2 separate regions of the Rattus norvegicus genome follow, and region 1 is linked to region 2. The links are chromatin contacts, called in public Hi-C maps. All regions are on one chromosome and are shown on one strand. Each heading gives the region's core, a stretch centred on a gene start, on an enhancer-like site or on the middle of the called end of the contact. The rest is flanking DNA. Distances are from core to core; before and after follow the strand shown.

What was found. Hi-C and Micro-C count contacts between places; a contact is called where the count stands out from the background.
Region 1: a contact with region 2 is called in a Hi-C map of liver, with 5 times the contacts expected there. The contact joins two enhancer-like sites. A contact is called at or near these places in 3 of 12 Hi-C or Micro-C datasets (kidney and liver).

The regions. Positions count from the first base shown.
Region 1 is chr2:112,601,870-112,604,738 of GRCr8, forward strand. No RefSeq gene overlaps it. Among named protein-coding and RNA genes, the nearest start is that of Fndc3b, 130 kb to the left of the region's middle. Within about 2 kb of position 1,377, at least 23 of the 93 cell types and tissues checked have an H3K27ac peak or open chromatin away from gene starts, as enhancers often do. A contact at or near this core is called in liver, where this site is marked.
Region 2 is chr2:112,308,896-112,311,595 of GRCr8, forward strand. It overlaps Fndc3b (fibronectin type III domain containing 3B), which reads right to left. Exons shown (of 25, transcript NM_001191704.1): 9 at 1,390-1,528. All of the region lies in intron 1 of LOC134485892 (a long non-coding RNA gene), which reads left to right. Among named protein-coding and RNA genes, the nearest start is that of Ghsr, 110 kb to the left of the region's middle. Within about 2 kb of position 1,421, at least 4 of the 93 cell types and tissues checked have an H3K27ac peak or open chromatin away from gene starts, as enhancers often do. A contact at or near this core is called in liver, where this site is marked.

The DNA of each region.
Region 1 (2,869 bases), core at 127-2,626, 290 kb after region 2:
GGCCTCTTTCTGCCGTGAGTTCCACCAGAGAAGTCTTCATGGTGGAGGCAGTCTTTGAAAGTCATGAGAAGGACAAAATGGAGGGTCCTTGCTCTGAGATATATGAACTGGGGAGTGGTGTGCATCTGTGTCTGAGGCAGAACTTTCTAGAAGTAGCTGGATCCAAGCCCAGGCAGGGACGGGATAAGTGTTTGTAGATGATGCATACACATCTCTCAGTTCCAGGCAGTCTTCTGGCTTACTGCCTGTCAGTGTGGCCCTAACACCTCACTGCAGGGTTCCAGAATGATCTTCCCTGGAATAGTGTATCGGGAGTGTCGTCTGCTAGGGAGATGAAAATGCTGGTCTACTCTTTTTAGGATCTCCTGGGCCTAGTCATGGTAACTGCAGTGGACAAGAACAGGGGTGTTTGACTCAATCCTGTGTCTTTGTGGGTAGTATTGTTCTGTGCATCCATCCATCCCTTAGCATTGGCTATGGGCATTCTCTCTATTGTGAGTTTCCCTTTACTTATGTGATTGGAATTGGGTCTGGAGGTGTGTGTGTGTGTGTGTGTGTGTGTGTGTGTGTGTGTGTGTGTATAGAATTTTGTTTGTCAGTTCCACATGAAAGACCATTTTCTTTTAGGTAAGGTCTCTAGTCACCTGCTAGATTATTGATGGCACAAAGACCAAAATAGCCTTAACTGTCTGCCAGAGACCAGAGAAAGCCTGCTGGTAGACAGCTAACAACTGTGTATGCTTTCAACATGATGAAAATTTCATCTTTCAGACGCATCCTTCTTCTCTTATGACAGAGAAATTTCATTATATTCTTAAAACAATGTGACATGAAAAATTTTGTTCAAAGATTCTTTTTTTTGGTAAGGTCAATTTACAACCTTAATTAAAATGGATTCACGAGTGTTTATGCAATTCTTCTAGAAATGACTATTACTGGATTAGGCAGTAATGAGTATTTTATAGAAGAGTCAATACGTGCTGTGTGTTTTCAGACTTGCCATCTGGTTCTAGTCTCTGTTTGGCAACAGGGTTTTATACGTGGCTTGGTTCGTGCAGCCAAGAAACCTCTCATACTTTGCAATTTGCCACTCTGTTTCAAAGACCTACTTAGAGGTTCACGCTTGTAGCACAGGCTGCCGGATTTAAGTGTCTTAAGTTAGAGTCTCAGGGGCCCGAAATATCTCTTGTACCCACACATTTCCTGGTAGGCCAAACTTCACAAAATAAACACAGATGACCTCTCGCCCATCCAGGCTTCCGGAAAGTTTAGAAATGATGCAAGTCCTTGGCAATGTGATATGACACACTGCTGTGCCTGTGCTGAATGTGAACTTCCTCCACCCTGAACCGGCGTGGACAAACAAGCTACTTTGGCCCTGCTGTGGACTCAGAATCTGATGGACTTGAACAAAACTACATGCTAAGAGGGTGGCCTCTGCTCTGGGAGGGAGGAGCCACAGGGGAAGCCTCCTGGTCGAGTCACAGTAACAGTCAAGGCAGAGAAGAAAAGAGAAGCTAGTTCTCCCAATTGTACCTCAATTTCCCTTTCTTTCTCCACCTCCCTAGTGTGCAGGAATGGATGTCTGGAATTGATCAGGGTTCTCCAGAGTGACTGAGAGGGCACCACCACACATGACATTGGCTTTGCTCATTCTCTTTACAGGAGTGTGAGCTGGGACACCCCTGCCCTGTTCCATGCCTATCGCTTTGTCACTTTGCCATTAAGCTGGCTCTCAGCCCAGCTTCCTTCCCAGGGTAATTTATCCTGATTTCTCATTCAATAAATGTAAATACATATGTGAGTACTGACTGGTATCTTCTGTCTCCTTTACCCTCTTTTGATTATTCTGTGTACTGTACCTAACGCCAAGTTGGAATTATTTATTTCCTTGAAGTTTGTTTTGTTTTCATTAAGATTTTTTTCTCCTTCTAAGTCCTGAATATTCTCTTTTCACTAGGCCCAAAAAGGTAATGTATACTTAGAAGTATTTATGTTGCAGAACTAGGCACATCTGATTAAAGAAGCTTAATTGTTAACGATTGGTGTGGGCTACTGTGGTTTGTACCGGAAATGCTTGTCTCTTGGCTCCTGGCTCTATTTTTTTTTTTTTTTTTTTTGGTTCTTTTTTTCAGAGCTGGGGACCGAACCCAGGGCCTTGCGCTTCCTAGGTAAGCGCTCTACCACTGAGCTAAATCTCCAACCCCTCCTGGCTCTATTTTGAAGGTTATAGAGCATGTATAGCAGATGTAGGTCACTAGAGTTGGGCCTTTGAAACCTATGTCTGTCACATGTTCCAGCTGTGTGCTATCTGCTTCCTGGCCTGTGCCGTGAGAGCCACCACAAACTCCCACCGTGTGAACTAAGCTGGATTCTTACCATGATGGACTGAGACCTTCTGAAATGAGGGGCTATGATACATCTTCCCTCTCTTGTTTCTGTCAGAAAGTTTGGTCAACTGACCTGGAGAAACTGTTACAGACTGTGGGCAGTGTTGCTGTGATAAACCTGACCCTGTGGTTCTCCGACCTTGGGAACTGATTTCCAGGAGAGATGTGGAGGAACTGGAACTGCAAGATAGAAAAGTTCTAGGCTGTTGTAAGCTGAAACTTAAGATGTCATTCTGACAGACATTGGAAGACCACAGAGCTCACAGGAAGGTGGCTAGGAGAGGTTGGGACCTTAAGATGTCAGGGGAGATCAAAACAAAAACAAAAACAAAACAAACAAATAAAAAAACAAATACAAACTATCAGGGGTTGCATTAGAAGCCATTGGTGTTATGTGCTGAAAAAAAAATCGTCTTTACACTCTGTTGAAGGTGAGTGAAACTGAATTAAAGATGTACTAATTAATTTAGTGGGAGGAA
Region 2 (2,700 bases), core at 171-2,670:
AGTTTTCTGTGGCATCCAGAACAGGCAGCAGCCAGAGATGGTCTCTGGTACACATGCCTTTACCCAGTCCCTGGGAGCACACTTAAACAGAAGCTGAGATGAATCCAGGACCTTATGTTTTCAGACAACTGAATGGTTCAAGAGGGTATCTCTGTTCCCAAGTGACCTCTCTGGAAGCTGCTGGTCCCCCTGAGACCCGAATGCCACCCAAGCAGAGAGCACAGACATATCAGTGATTCCCAACTTTAAGTTTGTAAGACCCCGGGGTCCCTCTGGTAATCTTCAGATTTCTTGTATTTTATCAAAAGCAATAGATTTTAGTTCTTTCCTTTGAAGAAGATTGATTTATATTAGCTTAGGTGAACTTATTTTTAAATGAATATATATTTGCCAAAGAATTAACCAATGATGATGACCAGTTGGGTGCTAAAACTCTGAAAAGGTGGGAGATCACTGACCTGAATTATCCCTGGAAGCCAGGAAGGAAAATGAAAAGGTCAGATTCTAAGCCAGTTCAGTTTTTCCTTTGTCCCAGTAACACAGTCAATGTCAGCCACTGACCCTGAGCACATGGCTACACACAGCGGGGTGCAGAGAAGCCTGACTACATTTCTCCTGTCACTCCTGCTCTCTCCCAAGCCCCTCACCCCTCCGCACTCTGGAACATAAGCTTCTGTCACCTCCAACTATCTGACGTTTTCTAACTACATTCTCAGATATCAAGACATAGACATAAGGATTGGAAAGGGTGAAAATGATCTATTTTCTTGAGAACAGGAACTGGTGAACAACAGGTTAAAGGCACACTTTAAAGGCGCCCACCCCAGGACTGTGCACTAGGTGATGGTTATTTTTAGACAGTATACTGAATTTTATGAAAATCACTACACAGAGTTCAGGTTATTAAAAATAGGAATCCTGATTGAGCTAATGACTAATTAGTGAAAATTAATGAAGTCTTAATAGAGTATAGGACACAATATATTCTGGGAAGCTTTTATTAAGTATTTCAGCTTTACTTAGGATGAAGGCAAAAGAACTCAAACCTACTTTATCTCCAAACCTTCAAACTACATGCTGCAGTTTACAAATGATTGAAAAATGAACTCAAGTAGTAGAAAGTGATGAAACTGAGGTATTTTAAGTATTTCTATCACTTAGGATAGATTGGGAGATTTACCAAGTTCCCGAGAAGGTGCCCACACCGGATCTAGCTGATCCTTCCTTCTACCTCCTCTGCTTGATTTGTATGGGATTGGCAGTTTCTGATGCATCAGAACTGGGTTCACACAGTGATTACACAGGAAACCAAGCCCCATTGCAAAATGGAATATTTGAAACGGCCCCTGCCTGCCTTGAACATTATTCTTGGCTCTTTGAGCTACCTACCTTCCACTGCAAGGTTAGTGAACTTTTGCTCCTGTGTGCCAGCTTGGGAGGGAAGGGACATTCTGGTGCGCAGCTGTGGGTGGTGAAGCTGACTGGCTCGGAGCAGGATCCCTTGACAGAATTGTACATGGCGTATACCCTACAAAGGAAACAGACAGGGTGAGCAAGAATAACTGGAACTGGCGAACAAGCTTCTCATCTTTGCCTCATCCGTGGGCTTCACAGCTGAGCCAAGCTGCTTACCCAAGAGCACACTGTGGCCTTGCCCTGAACTAGCCCTGGGCAACAATTCCAGGGCCAACCATCTCATTAGGTATCTGTTCAGTGAGTCCTCACTCTGCCCCACTGCAATGGAGGGAACTCTCCTGACTGGAGAAGAACATTCCACATAAGAAAGTGACCTCCACTCCCAGATATGAACTCCATATATACCTTCTAAAAACCAACAGGCTTGACTTGACTATCTAGGAAAAGGTAAGAAGTACACTAGCTAGGAGAGACCAGAGCTCGCAGGTTGCAGAGAGCGTATAGAACAACGAGGTAGGTGACACCTCAGAACTGCTCAGGCACGGTGTATACTGAGCTAAAAATATGGATGCTTTACTCCCGAAACCTGCCGGCTGCTGCCGAATAATTCTCCCTCCAATTCAACAAAGTCAGGGTTCCCACACAGCTCACTCACATGCACATTTAATGGCAGACACAGCACCCAGATTAATGACTTTCTCTCTGCACTCTGAGGCACTTGGCTCAGCGTTCAGCATGTGCCTGACTTTAGGGTATGCAAGTCAAAAAATGGTGAGCCCCAATGTTGACCCTATCCTCGAAGGCAACAGGAGAATGCATCATGTATCTGTGTCATCTGCCTTATGGGAGGACATCACAGGATGAGGCAGACAAATGATACTGACTGTGAAGATGCCCCCTCCCCAACCCGGCGGAGCAAAGGCTCCCCTGCGCACACAGGATGAGGAGGACTGGGAAGAGGCAAACCTGCATGGCAGTGATCCGGCCGGCCTTACGGGCTGTCCCTAGGCCGGGATGCATGCCACTGTGGAAGGGGACCTGGGGTCTTTAATATCAGAACCACTGACGCAGTGCAGGATCAGACCAAGATCTTCACAGGGAGACAGTGAGAGGGCGGCGGTGCGCGTTTCTGGGGGTTGCAGCACCTGAGCATGGTAGTGCTGGCCTCTGATTCCACCATGAAGGAAGCAGGACAGCTCTGAGTCTACGGGTGCCGCGGCTACTGTCCTAGTGACGTTCCTTGTCAACTCAGCACAGGCTCCAGTCACTGGAGAAGACGGAGCC